Regions from separate parts of the Anas platyrhynchos genome. Here region 1 is linked to region 2. The links are chromatin contacts, called in public Hi-C maps. All regions are on one chromosome and are shown on one strand. Each heading gives the region's core, a stretch centred on a gene start, on an enhancer-like site or on the middle of the called end of the contact. The rest is flanking DNA. Distances are from core to core; before and after follow the strand shown.

Region 1 (4,909 bases), core at 1,645-4,144, 79 kb after region 2:
GTAACATGTCCAGGTCTGACTACAGTGTTAGAAGGTCACATGCTAGTGGACGGAAGAGCAGTAAGGGTTTAGAGTGGGATCTAAAACAGGATTGTGCAGCTGAAGCAGTCAGAAACAGAACAAAGTTTTTGTTCTCCTATAAAAAATTAAGCACACATAAAAATTAAGTAGTCAGCAAAAGAGAAGCTTCTGGACCTTGAACATCAACCAACGTGATCATTTCCCAAAAGTAAGCAGCACTGGAGAGAAATCAAGTGAGATGTACAACTGAAAACATTTAGATGGGTTGCAATAGCGAAAGATAGTTTTCTGATATCTCACAAAAATTAGCAAGTGTCTTTTAGACATTCCCCTGGAAAGGTGCTGTTCATTTAATCTGCTGGACTAAGGTTATACTCTAAATGGCTGCAATAAGTAGAATTTCAAGTGCCTCAGCTGTCTGCTTTTTTCATTGTCTGTTGGTATTGTTGGTGGTCAGACACCAGTGGATCTTCCCTATAGACTTTGCCTCTCCCATGTAGTATTCTCTACTGCCAATTCACTTCTAAAATGTAATTACAAAAGGACCCAAAGCAGCCAGAAGCAGTTTCTTGAACACTCTCTAGTGGTACAGGTCACGTCTACCCTCTACGTTATTGCCCAAATTCATCCCTCTTCTGACTCACACTGGAACTAAAAGAAATGCCGAATTCCTTGAGGGGGCCTCAGGCCCTCTGACGTTCATACTTGCAGATTTTGAAATTTGTAACTCTAACAAGTACGTGTATAGAATAAGCAACAGACCAGATGCCTCCATGAGAGATATATTCTGTGGGTAATATCTGGGGGGGGGGGGGAGGGAAAGAAAGATGGGGTGGAGTGTACCAGAGACTGAGGAAGGAGAGAAATGTATCTGATGAAACAGATATTGCTCAATGTCATCTAACCTTCCCCATGCCCACAAGAATCCTTGGCCTAAACAGAGACAAATAAGACTAATCTTGTAGGCTTGCATTATGTGGAAGCAGAGATAACTTTGCAATGTTGAATCTGTTTGCACTCCTGAGCATATAAGCATTCAGATTTATGTCACAAATTAAATCCCTTGTGTCCCTCTCTTCCTCCTCCTGAACTCAGCCTGCCGCTCACCCTTCTCCCATTTGTATGCTTGTTAGGTATCATGGGTCAGTGCCAGTGTTTGGCTTTGAAGTTTTTGAAGGAAACACTTCAGTAAACATCTCAAAGACTAGAGGCTTAAATACTCCAGTGTAGTGTGCTGTCCAGATGTTAAAAATGGCAGGATGAAAGCTTCACACCAGTCCTCCAACTTGTTCCCTATACACTAACGCACATGCAAGCGCACACAGAAATCAGGCACAAGGTGTTCGTAGGACATTTTTATCCCCATTACCATAGGCTTTCAGGAATTTCATGTACAAAAGTCTAAAGGAGCTCCTCAGACAAAATATGCCCCTACATATGGCTTGCTGGTTATCATGAGGCAAAACTAAGGACAGACATAAGCACACAATATTCTTGTTTAGAGAGTAGAGCATGCTACTTGATAAGATAGATCCCGCGCTTCATATTTCAGTTGAAGGTCCTTTCTCCTGCTGTTTCCTTTTCCATGTTGTTCTTTCACTGTTTGCAAGCAGCAAGCAACAAACGCAATACGAAATCAATCCAAGTATTGCAATTTAAAAAACTTGTGAGTATGCCAAGAGATGCTGCTCTAGCATTCCTCTTCCCCACGTTTTGAAAGTATTTAAGCCTTCAAGGTAATATAAAAGGAATGTGTCATATTGGGATTATGACACATATTGTGTATATTCTTTCACAGCTCTTCCTAGACAACTTTCATTTATATCCACCCAAGACTTTCACAGACATTGCCAACGTGGTAAAGCATATCATGATATCTCACATTCCTTCCCTAAAATCCCTTTACTGAGGTTGCTAAAACAGAGTAACTATATACAAACTAGGTTAAAACTCCGTAACCCACGTCTGGCTTTTATCACATCTGTTTTCAAAGAAAAGGGGAAAAATCATCAGAAAGACCACGTGAAAGTCACCACGTTGGTAGCTGCTGCATTTAACAAAGCAACTAATTAAGAACCTTGCTCTGCACAAGCGAGTCGGCATCAGTCGGGGCTGCTATAGGGAAGCCAAATGAGTGGGGTGTAAGTGGGGCACACTGGGGACAAAGCCTCACTGCTACAAACTTCTGGTGGGATTTCAGTGCAACGGAGAAGAGCAAAGAGCACCTAAGTGTTTTTTTTTTCTTTTTTCTTTTTTTTTTTTTCTTTAAAGGAGCTCATTTAGGCAGAGACAAGCACACAGCAGTGATTTCTCTGAAACATGAGCAACAAGTCTGTGTCCCAGCTGTGCAGGCATAATTTCACCGCAGTTCCTCTCTCAGTGGCGCATGGTTAGAAGTTGTAGTCGGGTCGTATTTTCAGAAATGTATAAAAATATGACAAAAGGAAGCAAAGAATGATCCCTGTAAGTTTAAACTTACACGCACGCTTTGTTTTGTTTTGTTCTGTTTTCCCTAACAAGTTCGACCATCAGCGAAATAACGCGAAGTTCTTAGAGTGGAAAAAAAGTTTTTAGAAAAAAAACGTATACACAAAAAGATGAGAAAGGAAAACTTTCAACTTACCCTTGCTGATCAGCAGTGAAGCTGGATCAGGATACTTCTCTGGAGGGTTAAAGTAAAATGGAAGAGCACGTTCAGGCACTCAGACCTGTCTATTTAAACTTTAAAAGTCTACTGCTGTTTTGTATTTTTCATCCTTCCTTCCCCACTAGTGAAAGAAAAGTGCTGATACCTCGTAAAAGTTTTTTCTAACTTGGAACACTGGGAGAGCTTTTAACAAGTTTTCAAGCCTCTGACTGTGAAAGAGGAGGGGAAAAGGAGGGGTAGCAGCCCAGGAGGAGGGGCACTCTGCAAATGGAGAGGAGGAAGGTGGGGGAGGAGGGCGAGAACTGACGGCACAGCAAAAACGGGGACGGCCAGGAGGAGAGCGTGAGCTCCTTCAGGTCGGCTCCTGCTGATGCAACAAAACCGCGGCCAGGGCAGGCCCCCGGGTCCCAGCCCCCGTTCCCCAGCTCCCGGTTCCCGGCCCGCCCTGGCCCAAGCCCGGCCGGGACAGGGAAGATGCTGCGGGTGGGGGACCGGCGTCAACCTCCCGGGTGCTAGGGCTGGGCTGCCCGGCTGCTGTCGCCGTCTCCTGATCACTGTGTGGAGAGAAAGCCCTCTCAAGTCCCCTTACGTTTTGTTGTTAGTATCACTTTGTTTACTCGGGTCCATTTCCTTTACGTGCAGACATGAAAGTACACGCAAGGACCGGTGTGTTTGTTTCGACGGGATATATCCATCACACATTTTTTAACTGTTGCTTGTGTGTCTGTGTGTGCATGCATCCCATGGGAGAAATGAAGAAATGATCTCACATTCCAGGAAACTCTTTCCAGGAAATTTCAGAAAATAAAGCACAGTTCAGAAATTCAGAGTTAAACAGTGGGAAGAAATGCTCCTGATAATTTTTCAACTCATTTTTACAGAACAAAAGCATGCTCCAAAGCTGATCTATTCAGTCAGAATGAAGCTGGTTTGGCTTTGCTCCTGACCAGTCCATGATTAAATGCTCCCTGCAAAAAGCCTCTTCTGCAGAAGAGAGATTAATTTATTTCGGTGTGTGTGCTAAGTTCCTCACACATGAAGTCCAAACTATGTTAGGAATCGGTCTTACACTTTGCGTGTCATGGGGCATTAGCTCCTCTGCAGGGTTGCTTAAGAGCTTTTCTAGACGCAGTCAGTGGTTTGATAGTTCTTAATGAAGTTTCGCATTTTGGATCGTACCAGCCTTGTTTGAGTTTCAGTTCCTCTTATTCTAATGGGATATTTCTGGGATCATCCATGTTAACTAGTATGGGAGAGTGTTTTTTGTTTTCTTTTTAAAGGTTATAAGAAAGGTGAGAAGTCCAGTAGTGGCCATTGAGAGTTTCCCAAGTAAAGGTCCTCATTTACAATTTATTCTTGAGGTAAAGAACACTACACTCTATAGCACAGCATAGATATTCCTGCTCATTTTTCGCAGCTTGTGCCTAAACTTTTTCCACTCTGAACTCACTAGATGAGAGAACTAAGACAAGACCTTTGTAGAAAGGCACTCAGCAGGGAGCTTTGAAGCTGCGAAAGACGCACACAATCATTATTCTTGCTCTGGAGTCGTTTGCAGAAGACCACACTGCCTCCTGTTTGAGAAGAAGAGCCAGTACACTAGAAGTGTCCACCCTCCATTCTCCTTCCTCCAGCTACAGACAAAGATGGTTGTTTCCCCAGCTTGCCCCCTTTTGCTTTGATTCTGGCTGTTAGCTTTGACAGCATTTTTTCCTTTTCACACACACACACACACACACACGCACACACACACACAAAAGTGTTAAAGTTTATGGCTTGGCCAAGCCATATGGCAGAAAGAAACCTTTTCTTCATCTTCTCTGAGTGTTGTTTTAAGGTGTCTTTTTCTCTTTACAGCTTGAGGAAAAGGAAAGTGGAAAGGAAGAAACAGAGCTCTGTGCTTAAAATGTGCTGGGACCGTCTTCAGAATTAAAATGTAATATACAAGCCATAGTGCCACAGTGTCTTCATGACTCTGTTATAGGTAGTGAGTGGAGTACACATAATGTTCTTACTACTGCCCCCTAAAACTCTGGTTATTCTACTGCAAAGTATAAAGTGCCAATGACATGGAAACATGCATGCTGTTGCAGGGACAAGGAGATTTGAGGTGTCCAATGTTTTTGTGCTGAAAAAGCTGCCCCTTAGGAAAGCAGTACTTTTTCGGGGGGTGGGGGGTGGGAACCACACACTAAAAACAGAAAAACCAGCAGAACAAAACACTCCCTTCCCCCCCCCAAC
Region 2 (4,726 bases), core at 241-2,740:
TTGGTATGTTAGATGGCCATCTGATTTTCCTAAACAGTCTTTTGCCATTTTCTTACAAAGTCTTTATTTTTGCCTTAGCTGGTGCAATGTCCTTCAGCAGTACCTGTGGGTAGATACCTTCGGAGGTGGAAGATCAGATAACAAACATGATATTAAGGAAGATTTTGTCCAGACAACCCTGGTCTGTCAGCTGTAAATTCATAAGATGGTGTCATAAGTAGGAGACACAAAAGAGGAGCCTCAATGTGATAAATTCATACACCACAAAAGTGGCCTTTGTCTTTTTAATACACCTTCACTTCTGAAAGTATGCAGAGCATTTTCATTTTAGCATCATTTCTGTTTTCTCCTTCAGGAACTGTGAGGGTGTCAAAACCAACAAAACAGATTAAATACTAACACCAGGTAAAAAAAAAGTATCTGTGTTTTCTGTGTTTTGTAATTCTAGTTTTTTATTTTGAAATTTGTCATGAATTCTTGTCTGTTAGGGTGGGATTTTTGTTCATTTGTTTCAAATTGCTGTAAATAGTGTTTTGTTAATATATTTGTTTTGTTTATGGGAGGGTTTCAATAGTATTATTATTGTTATCCAAGTTGTATAGTGCTTTCATAGAGCTCCTATAATTGCAGTCTGACAAATTTTGTATCCCAAAGACCTTCAGTAGCACCAGTATGGGTATAAGCAACAAATATTGTCTCCAAGCTCTTTATCAGAGAGTTTTCCCTCTATCTTATTCATCTTGCAAATTAAAGCAAAGAGATCAGTCTCAGCTCAACACCACCCATAGGTATACACACCTTTGACTCTCCACTGCATCTCAACCCACAGCTCCAGTGTTGTTAGAATGTTACATTTTCCATTTACTTTGTAAGCCTATGTATATTTGAAAACTTCTGATTACAGGGAATTTCTAAGGATTCCTTTGTTTTTTTTTTTTTAACAAGGGAAATATACCAGTCCAAACAAAATCATACATATTTCCTTGTTTTGGCTTTCTTACATTTTTTGAGTAGCCAGGGGACATCTTTAATCATCCTCGTTGCTCTTTATCTGTCTTTATTTTTTTTTTTTATTTTTCCAAATACCTGATTTCTTCTCTGGTTCTTCAGAATTGAATTGAATATTGAATTTTCAATTCAATAACGAACTTGAAAAAAGCATTTTCCTCGTGGAAAAGTACCACTTCTTTTTTCTACATAATGTCCGTATTTCCTGTGCCCATGTGTCCCTGTATTCCCTCTTCAGCTTTTCTGTTTTCAAAGGGATCTGCCAGCACTCTTTTCTTTAGTTCCTTCTCTGAAGAAATGTTAATGATATAGACCCCAACGCGTCACAGAGGAGCTTTCCCCTAAGCATCAGCTATCCTATTGTTTTGTCTAACCAAGTCTATTCACAAGATAATAACACTTAATGAGTCCCTCTCTCTCTCTCCTTCCCACAGACAGACTTGTAGACGCCACTCTTCTGCTTTTTAGCGTGTGGAGTAGGAAGCAGTCACTGCAAAGGCATGTCTACATTGCAGACAGAGCTATGACTGCATCACATTCAGACAGACCTGCGTTACCTTTACGGTTCTCCCACTACCTTGCTCAGTTACTGGGAGCCATTTTGCCAGCCCCACAAAACTGTGCTTGCCAGTGCCCCTAACCTTGTTCAGAGCTGCAGCCTCCTGCAAATTCATTTCCATGTGCAGCTAGGTTTCCCCAAGTATATTCCTGCAGGTATCTCACCAGTAGAACTCTTGATGTATTGAAAATATTTTGAAAAGCTGTAAGATATCCAAATAATACCAGCAGTTCATAAAAATAAGCTAGTTATTGAAGAAGTTTCTATGTAGACTCATGAAAAAACAGGCTTTATGCAGTGCCTGGTAGAAGGTATTATGTTACAGGAAAGTACAAGAACTTTGGCCAGTTTATACAATTAGTATCATCCTAACATAGGAACCAAAATGGTCTTATAAGGTTTACAACTATACTCCCACTGGGCCTTTTGATATCAGGGTAGTATAGCCAGGTTATATTTACTGAGTGGAGAAGGAAACTGGAGCACTTTATTGGAACACTCCAGTCACTCTCAGGTACTGCAGGGCATCCTCCAGTAAAAGGACTCTCCTGACACAACTCATTCATATAAAATATACTAAGTAGCTAGTGATCCATTTCCACTAAGATTTGTCTGCCTGGAGTCTCCCTGTTACACCATTTCCCTATCTGCATAATGGACATAAATGTACTGGCAGAAAGTCAAGAGTGTCCTGGCTGGACACTTGAATGTCCTCTCCCAGGAGAGCCCTCATTTTCAGCTCATGTCATGGGTTTCTCACCTCAGCTGCTAAATAGTGAGCAGCTGCTTTCCCCTATCTTTTCTTCCTTGTTTTTCTACATCTGGCCAAGATCCCTGAGGAGCACTTCCTTCCTGGTTGTAGAGACAAGAGGGCTTTTGCAGACAGCTGTTCCCAAGCAGATGCCAGGCAAATGATGAACCTTCCCCATCCTGAAATTTTTCTCTGCATTTAAGTCCCATTTTGCCATTCTCCTTCTGTATTTCCTAATAAATTTTAAATCATTTGGATTTTTTTTTTAATCCCTTCTCTTTCTTTGTGAGCAATCACTATTGCATTAGTCATTGCTCCTATCTGCTTTGTCTGATGCAGTATTTGCGGATTAGTGAGATCCATAACTTGAAAATTATATCCATAAAAAAATTAAGGAACATGAAAGCAGTGGCATGTTCTTGCAAGCATGAGGATGATCTGCAGGTGTGAGCTGCAGTTTGGGAAATTTAACCCTGAATCTTGAAGGCTGAATGTTAAGTTTGTTATGGCTTGCTTTTACAGCCTGTATCCAATTGCACCAAAAGTGCCAGTTGATTAACTTTTCCATATCAACCAAATTTAGTGATGTCATATTTTCTTATATATCAGAACTGTATAGCAGTTTTAATTAAGATTTTTTAAAAGTATCAGAAATTATTTTAGATCAAGAGCTTTGCTGGTAAATTAAAGTAACAGTCATTAAGTTTTCACTAAGAGTTCTTTGATACTATTCATAATATTAACATTGAGCTGCTGAAGTTGCTGCCTTGCTGAACACTAGGTCTTTTGTTGTATTTTATGATCCTTAATTTCCTTACTAATAAGCTATGGGTCTTAAGTGTATTTAACACATTAGTTGCAACCTCTGCAAACACCAATCTGTCTGTTCTTTGAGTATGATGCAAAAAAGGCTGACAATGCACAAAGGGTGCCTAAAGCAACTTGTCCTGCAACAAATTCAGCTGCACAAATGTGACTCAGTGCCTGTCCCTCTCTTTAAAAGTAATTGTCCAGAACAGCTGACTCAACCAGCATATAAAACTCTGCCTATACAAAGAACTTACCTACATAATTTGATTTGTAGTAGTTCATGCTACTTTGTACCAACCATTCTCAAACTATTACTGCAGGGTGAACCCCTGCTCATAGGACAACATCAACCTCCTCACTGAGCCTTTGTTGTTGGCTTCAGTGGGAGTGTGTGATCATCCTTCATACAGTTATTAGTCTCCAAGAACAGTCTTTCTCCAACCATTATTTTATTTGCCAGACACCTTCCTCTCCCACTTCATTTTCAGGGGTGGACCTCCCATGTCTCCATCATCTGACTCCGAAACTCTATGGCAATAACTTTAGGGATGGATGGGTTTAAAGCGCTAAGGGATTCTCAAGGGGTGTGCCAGGGGACACAAAATGCCTGTGATCATATGAAAGTGGTGTAGCTTGTGACTGCATCTACACATCCAGCTTGGACTATCTCCTCTCCTATTAAAGAAATATTGAAAATAGTATTAAGCATAGAACAAGCTTTATTCTTAGGGAAAAAAAAAAAAAAAAAAAAAAAAAAAGCAGAAAGAACCGAAAGCTTGAAAATGTCACATTTTTTTCATTCAAAATAGTGGAGGATTTTCTGCAGTATTTCCATTCATTAATGATAACAAAGTTCGAGATAGTTGCTTTGGTTTACAACAAATAAAAACTATAAAAACATGACATTGACATCAACTGCAAAAGTCCTTCCTCTGTACTGCTTTAAGTAAAATAGATTGTAGTTTACTGTACAACACCACATTACTTTCAAAAGTCCAGGGAAAAATAAATAAATAAATAAAAAGTGGGAATATTTGGGACAATTATGTTTCACAGCTATTCTAGACGGATGGCTAGCATTTTGCCAGAACAATCTAATTTTCTTACAGGTAAGAGCATGTCAACTGTCCAGTCCAATATTTTTGTGAGGAGTTGTTTCCAATTTTTGATTGCAAATATAGAAAAACCTTGTGATTTGAAATGCTTCCAACTCAAAGCAATCCTGTTCTAAATGTTCTTTCTTAGCATGCCAAGTTTATATACTCTTGAAAATTCTTTACTAGTACATGTATATACTATCATCAAAGGATAATACAAAATTATATGTAATGTCTGCCTTGAAAAACATGTCAGTATTGCATTTTAAATACAAAAATATAACTTGATTCCACTGTGTTATTCAAATCTTCTACATAAATATGAAATTGTACCTTATTTTAAGATGTATTCCAACCCATTTCTGTAACAACTGAAAATAGGCCTGTGTGAATTCTTCAATAAACAAATTCTTTCCTAAGTAAAACCAAAATTACAGAATCAGGCTATATTTCAGTAAAAGAAAAGTGTTTTGATGTTATGGGACACATTTTTCAGGAAAG

Evidence for each region. A called contact is a pair of places that touch in the nucleus more often than the background predicts.
Region 1: a Hi-C map of small yellow follicle shows a contact between it and region 2, with 4 times the contacts expected there. The contact joins the promoter of GJA1 here to the enhancer-like site in region 2. A contact is called at or near these places in 2 of 8 Hi-C or Micro-C datasets (F5 follicle and small yellow follicle).

What each region holds. Positions count from the first base shown.
Region 1 is chr3:67,752,198-67,757,106 of IASCAAS_PekinDuck_T2T, forward strand. GJA1 (gap junction protein alpha 1) reads right to left here and starts at 2,895. Exons shown (of 2, transcript XM_005017369.6): 1 at 2,645-2,895.
Region 2 is chr3:67,674,656-67,679,381 of IASCAAS_PekinDuck_T2T, forward strand. No RefSeq gene overlaps it. Among named protein-coding and RNA genes, the nearest start is that of GJA1, 78 kb to the right of the region's middle. Within about 2 kb of position 1,491, at least 4 of the 8 cell types and tissues checked have an H3K27ac peak or open chromatin away from gene starts, as enhancers often do. A contact at or near this core is called in F5 follicle and small yellow follicle, where this site is marked.